2 separate regions of the Capsicum annuum genome follow, and region 1 is linked to region 2. A link is a contact called in public Hi-C data. All regions are on one chromosome and are shown on one strand. Each heading gives the region's core, a stretch centred on a gene start, on an enhancer-like site or on the middle of the called end of the contact. The rest is flanking DNA. Distances are from core to core; before and after follow the strand shown.

Evidence for each region. A called contact is a pair of places that touch in the nucleus more often than the background predicts.
Region 1: a Hi-C map of leaf shows a contact between it and region 2, with 3 times the contacts expected there. The contact joins the promoter of LOC107871151 here to the promoter of LOC107871165 in region 2. A contact is called at or near these places in 3 of 5 Hi-C or Micro-C datasets (bud, leaf and placenta).

Annotation. Positions count from the first base shown.
Region 1 is chr1:231,491,861-231,495,329 of UCD10Xv1.1, forward strand. It overlaps LOC107871151 (pectin acetylesterase 8), which reads left to right and starts at 2,002. Exons shown (of 13, transcript XM_016717969.2): 1 at 2,002-2,315; 2 at 2,636-2,757; 3 at 3,084-3,166. The coding sequence starts at 2,637.
Region 2 is chr1:231,301,748-231,305,356 of UCD10Xv1.1, forward strand. LOC107871165 (carbon catabolite repressor protein 4 homolog 4) reads right to left here and starts at 1,906. Exons shown (of 10, transcript XM_016717990.2): 1 at 1,725-1,906. The coding sequence starts at 1,783.

The sequences.
Region 1 (3,469 bases), core at 752-3,251, 190 kb after region 2:
TAGACCACGGAGCGATTTCATAGACCACGGGTCTACAGACAGAAACAGGTGACTGTTCGAATCAAACTGCCAAAATAACTCTTCAAATAACGATTATCCCACCATTTAACACATTTTTGCTAAAAATAATGGAACTAAACCAAAACTCCTTAATCAACCAAATTCGAAAATATAAATTCTTACATCACTACGAATCGATTAGCAAAGAAACCTATTTAAATGGATCTATAAATGATCGAAACATGATTTTAACTAACCTTATGAAGCAACAATGAGCTCTTAGTAGCTACAGAAGAAGGAAAAACGAAAATGACGTTTGGGGAGAAGAGTTCTTGAAAGCAGGAGTTGGGAGACAATTTAAGAGGAGAGAAAAAGTTTTTTTCTTCATATTGAAATAAGTGGATGGGTGTTAGTGTATTATGTTAAATTTGTAAAATTAGAAAAATGATACAATAGTCCTTTGGCCCACATGTGAGCCTACTTTTTCAACCTTTTCACACTTTTTACATCCTAATCTTAAAAAATAATTCAAAAAGAAATTTAGTGTCCCTCTAACAAAATAGTTTTAAGAAAATAGTTTTTGCCAATTTTTCCCTGATAACTCAACTTTAAGGTACAAATACACAAAAGTAGGGTTGAAATGGCAAAAATAAGAGTTTTTACCTACTCTTTTTCTTGAGAGGGAGAGAGAGAGTACATCAAGTGGGACAAGGTACAAGTGTAAAACACGTGGGATATATGAACATTTGACTTAAGTATGTAATAGACATAATAAAAGTATACAATCCCATTTTCTTAACCCCAATAATACGGCTGAATTAGTTATTCAAATAATGTATACACATTTATATTTCGTTATAGAAAATAAAATTAGAAATTGTCTAAAAAGATTTACTCATATGCATTTGTTTGAAAAGTATCTTTAATTTTATAAAGAAATGAAACTTTGCATAGTATATTATAAGGGGAGAATCTCCCAATGTAATACTCTGCGCCTTTTAATTAGTAGAAATGCATCTTGCGACTAATTTAATCTCAAAAGCAATGGCTCGTGAGAGGAGAATATAATTATCCAATTTAATAAATGATGTAAGACTATGCACCGAATATTAGAAACCAGAAAACTGTGATAGATTCCGCTTCAATATCCCGTAAAGAAATGAATTTTAAACTTATCTCAATTCAAAAATAGTTGATTATGAGAGAATTAGCCAAAACTTTATCACAGCACATGTTATATTCACATGAAAGGGTGCTGCACGGCAAAAGATTAACACACCACACCATAGAAATATAAACAAGTGTCCAACATTCCCAACTAACTTAATGTAACTCTTTTGGTTTTCAATCTTGGATAGAAGCCAAATTTGTAGAATGCTATAAACAAGATAACTAAAGAATTTGAGAGCTTACGTCTAAGCCAAAATAATTGAGATCCTTTATGCATGTTTTAGAAGTGTTAAAGAGTGCAACAAAAAGATAGGAAAGAAGATGTATTGATTCCCTTCAACTTATTTGAAATTTTCAATTACACATCTCAACGAATTCTATACAATTCTATACATGAGTAACATCAAAAGAGCTGTTTCAGTGTAAGATATTTTTAGGTTAAAATGCTTGAGTGAAAACAAAATTGCTTTAGAAATATCTTTATCTAAAAACAAAGTAAGAAAATCAACACTTACCATCAAACGACGTGGTGCAACGGACGAAACTATTTCTTTATTAATCAGAGGTATTGATTTTAAGTTGAGGATGTGTTTTTCTTTTTTGAGTAGAGAACTCTTTTCCAGAATGCATTCTATGGGTGCAAATTCAAATTAATTTGATTCTAATACAAATATCATTTAATTCATAATTTAATATCATTTGGGTCGGATCGGTCGGGTCATATCCAATCTTACCAGCAACTCCAGCAGCCAATAGAAAACAACCACCCAAGCAAACCATAGAAAACAAAACAGTAAATAGCCAAACAAATGAAATTATTTCTTTTATAAAAATCACTTTTTGAATTTCAATGCGAATAAGTGTCGGCTGCTTCTTTATTTCTTGGGTTCAGCATTTACAAAAATCATTTCTATAAACAAAGCATTCTTTTCTTACAAACAAAACAAAAAAAACTACCGAGAATTCGTATCATACATTTTCTTGGATTCTTTTTTACTATTATATGCTTTTACTTTACACCTACATTTGCTGTTTGGAGCTTATTTTAGCTCCAAAACAAGATAACTGAACTTGGTTCAGTGTAAAATTTCAGTCCAAATAATCCCATTTTGAGATTATCTCAATCTCTTTATTGCCATTTTCAGGTACTTTTGAGGTCTTTACTAATCTTGAATTTTATTTTGTTCTGATAAAAAGGGTTATTAGTAGCATTGGTGTTCCTTTTTCTATCTGGGGTTTCTCTAAATAGAGTAATTTTTATGCTAAATATGGGAAAATGCATTTTTGTTTTGTATAAAAATGTGATCTTTTTTGTAATTGGGATGTGTTTATAGTTTTAAAGTAGTTGTTTGTGATTGGTCAGTTTTGCTCTGTTTAGTTGTGTCTTTTTTATGTTCTTGGAATTTTGTGTATTGATAATGTTTTTCTTTTTCTTTTATTCTTTTGGAAATAAAATGATGTGCAGAATGGTAAATGGGACTGTGCAACAATGGATATATTCATTAGTTACTTTGTTGATTATATTTAGAAGTGAAGGGCTCTTTGTAAATATTACTTATGTTCTAAGTGGAGTGGCAAAAGGAGCAGGTAAGTATTTAGTTTCCTTTTGGTTTCAAATTAAGCTACACGTTTGCTCGTTGATTTTGAAAATTTATTTTCAAATATCTGTTTGTACGACAAATTTTTAAAAATCCAATCTTTAAATATTTTCATGCCCAAAACTGGCTCAGAACAGTTTTTGGGACTTCCATTCACATGTAAAATGCATGTCCTAGCACAACTTCAAATTTCAAAAAATCACGACTTCAAGAACTCAACTTTTTAAATTTTAACTTCAAAATCTCTGGTCAAACGGGAGATAAATTTATGAATGTGGAAATGTGTTGATTTTGATATTATTGATGTGTTTGCAGTATGTCTGGATGGGAGTCCACCAGCATATCATCACGACAAAGGACATGGTACAGGAGTTAACAGTTGGTTAATCCAAATGGAGGTTTGTTTCTCTATACATAATTTCTATGACTAGAGTAGTTACCAATGAAAAATTGAATTGTCGAATTGAATCTGTACAATTTCTCAATCTTGACTGCTGAGTTAAATAAATCTAGTCTATCGATCTTGTTGATCGATAGACTTATGTGCGAAAGAAGGGCAAAAGTTTATTATTGTTGCATATTTTGGATCATATTTATATCCCAATACATATTATTTGGTTTTTTCCTTTCAATATTGTGGAAAATAAGTAGAGATTTTGCCCTAGTGATTTACAAATAATAAAAGGAGAAAATGATGCATG
Region 2 (3,609 bases), core at 656-3,155:
GTTTTTGGTTCAGGGTGGGCAATAGATACAACAAAAAGGAAGTTCAAAAAGGTAAAATGAGCACCTTATAGTTTAGGTGTGTAACTTCCAAACAAAGCCAAGTTCAAGGGATTTAAAATTGTCAAATACTTCCGAGAAATGCTATAAGAATTATGAGTTCGTGCTCCGTAACAATATGAACCTGCTTTGGTTTTTTTAGAACTCGTCCTACCATTTTTTTTCTTTCTCTTATGGTACCAATGGGTGGGTAGGGCTAAATTTAGGTGTGTCAAAATGGACCAATAGATGGGTCATACCCGAAACCCCCACCCTCAAAGTTTACTAGTGCCAAAATATACCGTGTCAATTTGGATTGAATATGCATCAAATCCAATCCCCCAACCCAAGCCCATCTTTTCAATTGTTTTCTATTAGTTTGCTTAATCACCATCACCAAACAAAAAAGTTTTTCTCTTCTTTATAGATAGACAACTGTGTGAAAGTATGAGAAATATACTTAATAAACCAAACAAATAAAAAATTTTAACAAGGTATTCTATGGGTAAATTTGGGCTACAAACATCACAACCAGATAAGTTCCTTTGATCTTTATAGAGAAAAGAAGTGTGTGAGTAAAGGTAGAGAAAACAGAAATGCACATAGAAAACCAAACGAAAAAATATTTTAGATGTACCTTTTATACAGATGATTAATATCCTGCCTATATACATAATAAATTTAACAATAAGATTCTAGCTTTTTACAAAGTTCGCTTATATGTCGATTTGAGCTACCCTTTGGATGGGACCGATGGGTTAAATGAGCTGCACCTAAATTGACCTACAAATGAATATATAGTCCTAAACCAACACCGATACTTTCTTCTCATGGATGTGAAATAATTGAAAGAACTAAAGGAAAATATATAATTTTTCTTTATGTCTTACTTGAGTTGAGAGTGTATCAGAAACAGGCTTTCTACCTTCACAAGGTAGGTGTAAGGTTTGCATACGCATCCGGCATCACGCTCCCCAAACCTCACTTGTGGGATTACAATAGGTACGTTGTTGTTGTATATGATTATTGCTTTCCTTTTCTAATTTTTTTCATTTTCCTCCTCAGCAAATAAAATGAGCACTTCATCCCTATTAGTAGAAGCAATTTATCATCTCCTCATCACATGCCCGAACCATCTCAAACTCGCTTCCCGCATCTTGTCACCTTATCATTGGATATCCTCATTTTTAATCCTATATATCCTAGTATACCCACACATCCATCGCAACATCCTCATCTCTGTCACTTCCAGATTTTGAATATGAGAGTTCTTGACTGATCAACACTCAACCCTCCCCAGACTCCACTTTCTGGGCATATATGTTGTGGTTGTTGTTGAATTGTTAGTCTACCATAACTTATGTACTTTTCCTCTTTTATCTTCCTAGCACATTGCTAATCTGTATACAATGAATAATATCATCTGACGAATCAATTTACATCTGAACTTCCTCAGCAACTACATTTCCCGATAGAGCAACTCAGAATTGTTCAGAACTCTCTATATGAATTAATCTCTATTTTTTTGGACGGGAGAGCAGAATTTCAAAATGCCAACACATTAGGGGCAAATAATCAAACAGGTGATAGGCAATAATGTATTCAATCATTTTGGGGGTATAATTATCTTAAATTTCAATTTAACAAGCAAGAGATATGCAGAGTGATTAAGGAGTATATGTATGTACCTGTGGGATGGACAAGTTAAAGAAAAACGAGGAAGTAACAACAATGAGTTTTTCAACATTGCTCAAAAGCTTTTCCAGCTTAAACACTTTCTTTTTAGGAGCTGTTAATGGGTATCCATTTTCAGGCTTTGGAAGTTTGGTTTTGAATATTGTCTTGGGCTTTTTCGATAGCCCAATAATACACTCTGCTTCGAAACAGTTACGGGACACAACAAATTAAGACTCTACTAGATAGGGCTGTTCAAAATCGAACCGTAACCGTTAATCTAACTGTAAAATTAGTTTATTTGTTAACTGGTAATGGGTTATCAGATTAATGGTTGAAGAATGGATTAAAATTTTATAATTAATGGCTTATTGGTGTGGAGATGGATTACTCAATTTTCTTATCGGTAAATCGTTAACCCATTAAGAATTATCATAATTATATTTTTACCCTTAGATATATAAGTATCTTTTGTCAATCCAACATATAAAACTTCATTTATTATTCTATTCGCTTCTTAGTTTAGAAAATAATATGTCACTTCTTGTGACATTTAATCATAAAGTGCAGTCAGACTTCCTAAAATGTATAGAAAATCTGAAATTAATTCTTAAACCAAAAATAAATAATTCTTGACAACACAAAGGACCGCAATAACAATGAAATAACCCAAATGTGTCCTTCACAAAGTTTGATATAAAACATAAAAATTCAAATAATATTAAAGTTTTAATTTTTTTCTGTCAATCAAATAATTAAAAATGTTCTACATACATTTTAGGTCTAGAAGAAAAAACTCATTTGATTCGACGTTTTAACCTATTAAATAACTACATGAACAAAACTCAAGAATCCTAAAAGATTGATAAATATATCAATCATAGTGTACAAACAATTTAGTCGATGAAGAAACTGAGGAACTACCAATAATCACTCAATATTTTATTCTCTCTTAAATTTATCTGTTACATCATCCGATAACCGTCCGTTAATTGCTAATCCGATACCGAACTAACCATTATCCTATTGGGTGGCTAGCGAATTAGTATATTTAAAAACCGATAGCCAATAAGTCAAACCAATAAGCATAATTATCCAACCAATAAGCAACCCTACTACTAGATAATGAAGGGACGGACCCAATATTATAATTTTAAATATATTTATAGCTATTTAATTAGTTTTTAAAAAATATATATTAATATTTTTTAATAAAACATAATAGGAAATGTAAGTAGAAATCACACTATATAATAATATATAACTTTTTAATTTTGCGAAATCAAATAATATCTTATAATTTATTTAAGGTTTCATAATTAACAAATAAATATCATATACTCTAATACTTATTTGAACATGAGGTCAAACACATTTTCTTAGATTAAATAATTAATTGTAATGTTTTTCTTTTTCTACTTTATTTAAAAATTATACAAGAAAATAGATTAAAATTATAGATATCTATTTATTAACATTTTATGTAGAATCATATGAAGCAATAAAGGATACTAATTCATACATAAATTAATTTAAGTAATTTTAAATTCATTTTATGGGTGTTTAACAAATAAAAATAGGGACCTACTGGATGAACATTTTAATGAATCATAATGTTAAAGGATTTTTTATGTTGTGTCTTATATACGTTAAAAATAGGAGACCGGTTTAATATAGTAAGTAAGAAATTTATTTTTAAGTGATTTGTCTACCTGATGAGAAAATTTATTACCTCAAATAAAGAGACTCAAAAGAATTAACAAAAGTTAACATTATATATATATATATATATATATATATATATATATATATATATATATATATAGATATAGATATAGATATATGAGTTGGTTAATAGTACATTTTAAATAAGTTGTTCAAAATAATTTTAATAGGTGT